Linked DNA regions of Mus musculus: regions 1 and 2 are each linked to region 3. The links are chromatin contacts, called in public HiChIP or PLAC-seq maps. All regions are on one chromosome and are shown on one strand. The core of a region is the stretch at or near the end of the contact, and the rest is flanking DNA. Distances in the headings are between cores, read along the strand shown.

The links. HiChIP or PLAC-seq counts read pairs in DNA pulled down with a chosen protein or histone mark.
Region 1: an H3K4me3 HiChIP or PLAC-seq map of bone marrow-derived macrophages shows a contact between it and region 3, with 4 times the contacts expected there. The contact joins two enhancer-like sites. A contact is called at or near these places in 2 of 15 datasets of contacts at CTCF or cohesin (large pre-B cells and pro-B cells), 5 of 484 Hi-C or Micro-C datasets (B cells, bone marrow-derived macrophages, embryonic stem cells and 2 more), 6 of 115 datasets of contacts at active chromatin or transcription factors (astrocytes, bone marrow-derived macrophages, embryonic basal ganglia and 2 more) and 3 of 9 other capture datasets (embryonic stem cells, liver and pancreatic islet).
Region 2: a contact with region 3 is called in an H3K27ac HiChIP or PLAC-seq map of the HPC-7 cell line, with 6 times the contacts expected there. The contact joins two enhancer-like sites. A contact is called at or near these places in 1 of 15 datasets of contacts at CTCF or cohesin (large pre-B cells), 11 of 484 Hi-C or Micro-C datasets (CD8 T cells, the G1E-ER4 cell line, the MNK3 cell line and 5 more) and 5 of 115 datasets of contacts at active chromatin or transcription factors (the HPC-7 cell line, craniofacial prominence, embryonic limb bud and 2 more).

The regions. Positions count from the first base shown.
Region 1 is chr1:180,678,442-180,681,141 of GRCm38.p6, forward strand. It overlaps Lin9 (lin-9 homolog (C. elegans)), which reads left to right. Exons shown (of 15, transcript NM_001103182.2): 12 at 2,659-2,700. Among named protein-coding and RNA genes, the nearest start is that of Mixl1, 17 kb to the right of the region's middle. Within about 2 kb of position 1,265, at least 8 of the 459 cell types and tissues checked have an H3K27ac peak or open chromatin away from gene starts, as enhancers often do. A contact at or near this core is called in bone marrow-derived macrophages, where this site is marked.
Region 2 is chr1:180,620,931-180,623,630 of GRCm38.p6, forward strand. No RefSeq gene overlaps it. Among named protein-coding and RNA genes, the nearest start is that of Lin9, 19 kb to the right of the region's middle. Within about 2 kb of position 1,276, at least 5 of the 459 cell types and tissues checked have an H3K27ac peak or open chromatin away from gene starts, as enhancers often do. A contact at or near this core is called in the HPC-7 cell line, where this site is marked.
Region 3 is chr1:180,430,651-180,433,350 of GRCm38.p6, forward strand. Stum (mechanosensory transduction mediator) reads right to left here. Exons shown (of 4, transcript NM_001081227.2): 4 at 1,723-2,700. Among named protein-coding and RNA genes, the nearest start is that of Gm39712, 24 kb to the left of the region's middle. Within about 2 kb of position 1,376, at least 122 of the 459 cell types and tissues checked have an H3K27ac peak or open chromatin away from gene starts, as enhancers often do. A contact at or near this core is called in the HPC-7 cell line and bone marrow-derived macrophages, where this site is marked.

The sequences.
Region 1 (2,700 bases), core at 15-2,514, 250 kb after region 3:
ATTCAGACTACGCCATTTTTTTTTAACCTTCAGTGCCAATGATCAAATCAGGGCCCTGGGCTTGCAGCCCTGAGCTGCTCCTCCCTTTGTGATGGGCCACACTTTATCCATTCATTTATAGATGAGCTTTGGATTTGTCCCAATTTTCAATTTCTCTAAAATTGCTGTGAACATTGGCATACAGGTCTTTGTATAGACAGCTGTTTTTATTTCTCTTGGCATGTTTATGATAGGTGAGTATTTAGCTTTTTACAAACTTGTGTTTTTATACAGGTGTGTTTACTATGTAGCGATCTATTGAATTGTATATGTTTGTGCAATTTTATAATAAAAGTTCAGTTAAGACAAAACTGTTAACAAACAAGATAACTGTTGGGCAAAAGCAGGCAGATCTCATGAGTCAAGGCCAGCCTACTGTACACAGCATATTCTAGGCCAGCCTACTGTACACAGCATATTCTAGACCAGCCTACTGTACACAGCATATTCTTGGCCAGTCTACTGTACACAGCATATTCTAGGCCAGCCTACTGTACACAGCATATTCTTGGCCAGCCTACTGTACACAGCATATTCTTGGCCAGTCTACTGTACACAGCATATTCTTGGCCAGCCTACTGTACACATCATATTCTAGGCCAGCCTACTGTACACAGCATATTCTAGGCCAGCCTACTGTACACAGCATATTCGAGGCCAGCCTACTGTACACAGCATATTCTAGGCCAGCCTACTGTACACAGCATATTCGAGGCCAGCCTACTGTACACAGCATATTCGAGGCCAGCCTACTGTACACAGCATATTCGAGGCCAGCCTACTGTACACAGCATATTCGAGGCCAGCCTACTGTACACAGCATATTCTAGGCCAGCCTACTGTACACAGCATATTCGAGGCCAGCCTACTGTACATAGCATATTCTAGGCCAGCCTACTGTACACAGCATATTCGAGGCCAGCCAGGGTCATATGGTGAAACTCTGTATCAAAAGCAAAACAGTGCTGGGCCGGGCGTGGTGGCGCACGCCTTTAGTCAGAGGCAGAGGCAGGAGGATTTCTGAGTTCGAGGCCACCCTAATCTACAGAGTGAGTTCCAGGACAGCCAGGGCTATACAGAGAAACCCTGTCTCAAAAAAACAAAAAAAAAAAAAAAAAATAAAGCAAAACAAAACTAGTTTTCCCCCATCCTGGGAATGTACACTGGCGCTGACGTGCTAGCCATCACTCTGTCACTGGGCTATACCCCAGCCCTACGACGTTGCCTTTTCTAGCAGGAAGTTATATCTGTGTGGTTTCATTCGAGCATTTGGGAAGTTCATATATAGCCTGACAGGTCATTCTTCCCCACTCACTTAACCTGTTTTTTGACACATGACATTATACTGATTCCCTTTATTTCTCTGGTACCATCTACCGGATCCCCATGGGGACTGCCATGTGTGGTGCAGAGACATACTTGCAGTCAAGCTACCCATACACAGAAGAATAAAAATCTAAAAAAAATTTTATCGTATGTGAAGAATGCTTATATAACTCTCCATTGGTTAGTGTGCAAGGAAGTGCTCATACTTTGTTCAGTGAGAAGATAAGCTACTGGTCTCCTAGAAGGCGACTCACCAAAGCACTGGCCAGAAACCTACTTCTGCATTATCTGTATTACCTATTACTGTGAGAAACATCACGACCAAGGTAACTTACAGAAGGAGTTTGTCTGGGTTTATGGCTCTGAAACAGTAAGAGTCCATCTTGGTGGCAGGAGCAGGAAGCTGAGAGCTCACATTCTCAACCATAATACAAGGTAGACAAAGCTGGCTACAAGTGTTACGGCGTCTCAGAGCCAACCTCCTGTCGAGCTCCTAAACTTTCCCAGCGAGTTCCACCAAATATCCAAACATCTGAGCCCGTGGAGGACATTCTCATTCAAACGACTACGTCTGCTCTCCCCACACTCATTGGCTTGTGACCAAATTAATACAAAATGAATTTAGACCAAATTCAAAGGTCCTTGTAGCCTTTCACAGACTCAACACTGTTTCAAATCCAACGTCTCTTGAAACTCAAGACAATCTCTTAATTATAAACTTCTGTCAAATCAGAAAGAGAATTACATATTTTCTATCAGGGCATAGTGTGGAAAACTGGATCACAGCAAGCCTGGAGCCCAGAGGCAAACCCCAAACCCGGGAGCTCACCTCTGACGTCAGAGGGCGTTTGCTTCCTTTACGTTTTCTGTGTATAAAGTTTCTACTAAAGGAATAAGTGGGCGCTAGAGAGAGTTGAGTGGCTAAGAGTGCATACTGCCCTTGCAGAGAATCTCAGGTCAGTTCCTAGTGCTCACACTGAGTAGCCCACTACAACCTGTAACTCCAGCAGTCCTGTACTTCTGACCTCCATGGACATTGGGATTTATTGTGTACATCCACAATCTCACCTAACTTAAAACAATCAAATAAAAAAAAAAGAGTGAGTAGCAGACATTAGGCATTCCTAAGAGCAAGGGCAAACTCCTTGTAATGTTAACACCATTATCAGGTAAGAACAGTATCACAGTATAGGAAGGTATAATGACCTGCCGGCTATTTTAGATCTCTTTTAGATTATGGAAATTGTATTGTTAACAAGACAGAACCTTATCAGATCTGTTTTTTCATGTCAGAAATCCTATTCCATGCCCATTGGCATTGAGTTTCAGCGGAGA
Region 2 (2,700 bases), core at 26-2,525, 190 kb after region 3:
GCACAGACATACATACAGGCAAAAACAAACAAACAAACCAAAAAAAAAAACAAAAAACCCCTCAAACACATACCTACCCTCCCCATACTGGGTTTCTCTGTGTAGCCCTGACTGTCCTAGAATTCAATCTGTGGCCTCAGACTCAGAGATCTGCCTGCCTCTGCCTCCCTAGTACTGACGTGAAACCATGCCCAGCTTCAAACACATACATTTTTAAAAAGAAGTGGGGCCTTTGGGGCTGGAGAGATGGTTCAGCTGTTAAGAGCACTGGCTGCTCTTCCAGAAGACCTGGGTCCAGTTCTCAGCACCCACATGGCAGCTCACAACTGTCTGTAATTTCAGTTCCAGGGTATCAGACACACTCACACAAACATATATCCAGGCAAATACCAATGCACATAAAATTAAAATAAGTAAGTGATCTTTTAAGAAGCCCTTAAAAAAAATAGGACCCCCATGGCCGGTTTTTAGACCACTGAGGGACATGCCCCTAAAAGGGTCTCTGATTCTTCTGCTCTGGCTTGAGCTGTGAGCAGTGTGCTCTGATCCTGTCTCCTGTTGTGACATTGCCACCTTCTGCAGCAACCCAAACTAATAGGACCATGTGACCTTGGATTTGAACCTCTGAACAATGAACCAATAATATCCTCTGTACTTCTTAAGTCCTTTATCCAGTACTCTGTTACAGTGACATCAGGCTGACACACTGAGGCAAAAGAAATGTTTAAGATTTCCTCCGTGGAGTTAGAGGACATCCCCCACCCCACCCCACCCCCCATCCATGTTCCAGGAAAGTTTCTTCCATCCCTGCTAAAATCCAGCATCTCTTCTCTCTGCAGCTGTATTCTTTCTAAAGCCAGCCGTTGTGGGTCACAACTACTTGCCAGAAATACAATAAATGCAGAAGGAGAAGCCACACAACGTATGGGGCTGTCATCTTGGGAGAACTTCACCAGGGAGCATGAATGAGCCACTGAACTGAACGGCTCTGAGTCTGCTATAGGAGGCGCTTGTGTGTGCCCAGTGGCTAGGCATAGGGCTGCTCTCATTTGCTGAGAATACGTGTGCCAGCAGTGCTATGAGAAGACTGTAACCGAGGTTATTAAAATCCTGGGAGGAACCTAGATTTACAGTGTTCTTGAGTTATATTTGAATGTATACATTCATGTGCCACAGCATGTAGAAGTTGTGTGTGTGTGCCTGTGTGTGCCTCTGTGTGTGTCTGTGTCTGTGGGGGTGGGGTGTACACATGAAGTTGTCATTGCCTCCATTAGGTGGCTCTCTGGGGTCACTCAGGTTGTCAGGTGGGATAGGCAGCAGGAGCCTTTACCCATGAATCATCTCACTGGCCAAAAAGTTGTATGATTTCTCAAAATATATGCTTAGAAACAATCTCAAAGATCATCACCGTGCTGAGTGCCAGTATATTAATATGCATTTATAATTCATTCATTTGTCTAGAAAATAACCACCAAAATGAAACAATTTGATTTTTCTTTTCTGATAAGTGATAGTGTAGTTATCATAGCTAGGTTCCTATTTCTGTGGTAAAACTCTGTGACCAGAAGCAACTCGGGAACGAAAGAGTTTGTTTGCCTTTAGTCACCATCCGCTGAGGCAGGAAGTGATGTAGAGACCACGGAGGAGTGCTACTTGGTGGCTTGCTCCCATGGCTTCCCTGTGGCTTTGTCATCTCATCCATCTGCCCAGGGGTGGCACTGCCCATGGTGGGTCAGATCCTTACATCAACCATTAATCAAGAAAATGCCCTACAGACTTGCCTAGGGGCCAGTCTGATTGAGGTATTTTCTCAATTAACAAATCTTTCTTCCCTCTTCAGTGGGCCTTAATCTATCAGGAGCAGTTGTGCGTTTCTGTGCCTTCCTTTTGTCCTTTGTTCAGGGCACAGTGTTCTGACAGGCACAATCCTGTCTATTTTTGTATTCTTCCATCTTCTGTGTCCAGCTAATGAGTTTGTGCACTGCAAATTAAATCTGCCGCGCCTCTCCTTAGTTATGCCCCAGGCCTGCCCCGCCTCTCCTAGTTAAGCCCTGGGCCTGGCCGTGATGTGTGCTTTTCCTGACTCGTCCCATCTTTGAAGCTTTGTTGTCCCCTCTCATGCCTATCTGGACACTGTGGAGCCACACACACTTATTTTCAGAGACAAGGTTTCTCTGTGTAGACCTGGCTGTCCCGGAACTTGCTCTGCAGAACTCAGACTTAGTAGTCCACGAGTCTCTGCTTCTGCCTCCTGAGTGCTGGGATTAAAGGCTTGAGTCACAAATGTGTTTGTTGAAAGAGAGCAGCGATCAATGAACCTATGAGTGCTTTGCCTTTGGTGGAGTGGACAGGACAGACAGACACTGTTTTTCACCAGCCTGACAATCACTCTCTCTCCTCACCGCATGTGTTTTTCTGACAGCCACACAAACATCTCAACTCGGGAGCAATCAGACTTCAAGCCTGTGTTTCCCAATTATGACCACACATCGGAATCTCTCGCAGAATTGGTGACTACACAAAAAGTTAGCACATACTTGCTTGGTTTCCACTCTTAGCTCGCAATGAACCTACAAACCCTGGCAGCTAAAGTGCCCTCCAGAAACCACGCGGAAAGGGCCAGAGCGGAGCTCAGTGATGGAGCACTTGCCTAGCATGGGCAGGATCCAGAGTCCCACTGCACACACAGTGCACACAATA
Region 3 (2,700 bases), core at 126-2,625:
GGTTGTTCTGATAGACAGGAAGAGGCTGGACGTTTCCCTTGGCATATGAGGAGCTAAGTGCTGGTCCCTGATCACCCCAGCACTGGTGATAAAATTGCAGGCACATCTCTCTCTGTCTTTCAGCCAGCTGCTCCTGAACCAATGACAGGAGATGATGTATTCTTTCTACCCACCTGATGCTCATGAACCCTGAGATGCCCTAGGAGAGTGATTTTCAACCTGTGGGTCTCAACCCCTTTGGGGGGGCCAAGTGACCCTTTCACAGGGGTCACCTAAAACCACCAGAAAAAAATCAGATATTTATATTACTATTTATTTTTTTAAAACCTTTTTTTATAAGATGTATTTATTTATTATATGTAAGTACACTGTAGACACACCAGAAGAGGGAGTCAGATCTCATTACGGATGGTTGTGAGCCACCATGTGGTTGCTGGGATTTGAACTCAGGACCTTTGGAAGAGCAGTCAGGTGCTCTTACCTGCTGAGCCATCTCACCAGCCCTATATTACTATTTATAACAGTAGCAAAATTACAGTTATGAAGTAACCAGCAATGAAATTAATTTTATGGTTGAGAGTCACCCTAACATGAGGCACCATATGAGAGCCACTGCTCTAGAATATTCCATGGGTACAGGGAAGCCCAGAGGCTAATTATCCCCCAGGCACTGATCTTTCCATAACCCACAAGGGTTCCATCTTGTTAGATTTTTTTTTCTGCCTATCCAGAACTTTCTAGATTCGTCACGAATTGGTATGTGTTCTGGCGTTTCTCTGGCTGTTGATTTGTAGCCTTACAGTCTTGTACTCATCCAGGATATGGAAATTATTTTAATGTTGTATCCTTGTACGAGAGGATGTCCCATGGGCTGCTGAGACGAGTAAGTACTATACAGCATTTGAATGAAGTGCTCTATAGATGTCTGTTAAGACCATGTGGTGTACAATGTCATTTAATTTGAATGTTTCTGTATATTTTGTGGTGAGGGGATGACCTATTGGTAAGAGTGTGGTACTGAAGTCACCCAGTACTATCATGCTAAGGTTAATCTGTGACTTTCCATCTAAATAGCATGCGTTTTATGAGATTGTGTGTACCTGTATTCAGGGCACATACATTTAGAATCATAATGTTCCCCCGATGGATTGTTGTTTTGTTCGAAGTCTATTTTATCAAATTTTACAACAGTTTTGTGCGTTCTCCTGTGTTTATCTGTAATCTATTTCTTTCCCTTCATCGGTAAATTTGTTAGGTTCCCCAGGTCTCCGCGCATCAGCTAATAAAGATGTTGGCTGGGCTGTAGACTGCACCTTGCCACCCCCGCTGCATTTCAGAAGATCCCCTCGTGGTGGCAACCGTCAGCTCTAAGTTCTGACTACTCATACCCCGTGCTCATTTGTGGTTAGCATCATTTCAACATCTATCTCACACACATTTCCTTTGCCAGCCAGTCCAACCTCCCAGGAAGGAAACGGGCACTGTGCACCCTCGGGGCCTGGTGCTTCGTTCAGAGTCTACATCCTTGGCTACAGGGGACCCAGTGAGCGGAGAAAATGTTGGATTGGTCCCCAAGGAAAGGGGAAGATGGCCATCCAAATGGAAAGACCAGCAGGTGAGGTTGTAGGGAGAGAGAGAGAGAGAGAGAGAGAGAGAGAGAGAGAGACGAAAGCATTCAGGGCAGCTGGAGATCTGATTACAGAAATGGAAGACACAGGAATTCAAGAAGCTACCAGGAAGGTCACATGGATGTTTATTAAATAGAAAAGAGGAAAAAGAAGAATAAAAGATTGCCAAAACCATATTTCCAAGGGTTAAAAAAAATTGGAATGCCAAAGAAATGCCATGCTCTGTTATCTTTATAACACGGGGCACTATATGTATGTACACTGTATTATGTATGTATGTATGTACACTCCGTATGTACACGGAGATATGTACACGAGCTTTGTTGCGGGTGGCGTTCCTCACCACGTGTACAGTAGCATTGCTGGAAGGAAGGTCTTCAAAGCTGGCAGAAGGCTGGAGGAGAAGCGGGAGCCCTGCACTACCCCTGCGGGGCTCTGTGGACCCCAAAACAAGGGTGGGGACTCAAGCCTGGGGACACTGAGAAAATTAAGCAAAAGTCAAACCTGGGCCCCATGCTTCAGTTTAAGCCAGGAAAGTCTAGAATCTTTCCAAGGGCTGAGATAGTCCGAGCAGTCTCCAAGAACACTTGTAATCTTTAGAATGGGCTGGCAATGCCTCCGTACCCCCGGGCCCCCACCCGCCCGCCCTCCACCCCCCACCCGCCCTCCACCCCCCACCTGTGCTTGGACTTGGGCATATGGGGTCCCTGTGAGAAGGAGTGAGAAAAGTAAGCCCCCGATGTCGTCAGAGAACAAGAAAATGTACAGCAGTTAATTTAACAGACAAAAGCCAACGGCAACACCAAAACAGTAATCCACAACACAACGCGGCCTGCTCTTAATACAGTGATGCTGCCAGCATCTTCCAAAACAAAAGAGCTCCCGGGTGCAAGGGAGCCAGCCCGGGAAGAGCCCGCGACTACTCCACAGGAAATCGCGGGATTCTCACAAGCCCCAACGTCATTTGTCTCTGCTTAAAACTTGCCCCCTCCTCTACTCCTTGCTGGCTCCTGGGCTGGGGCAGGCAGTGTACTCGTTCAGAAATAAAAATCCTGCCAGAGTCGCAGAAAAG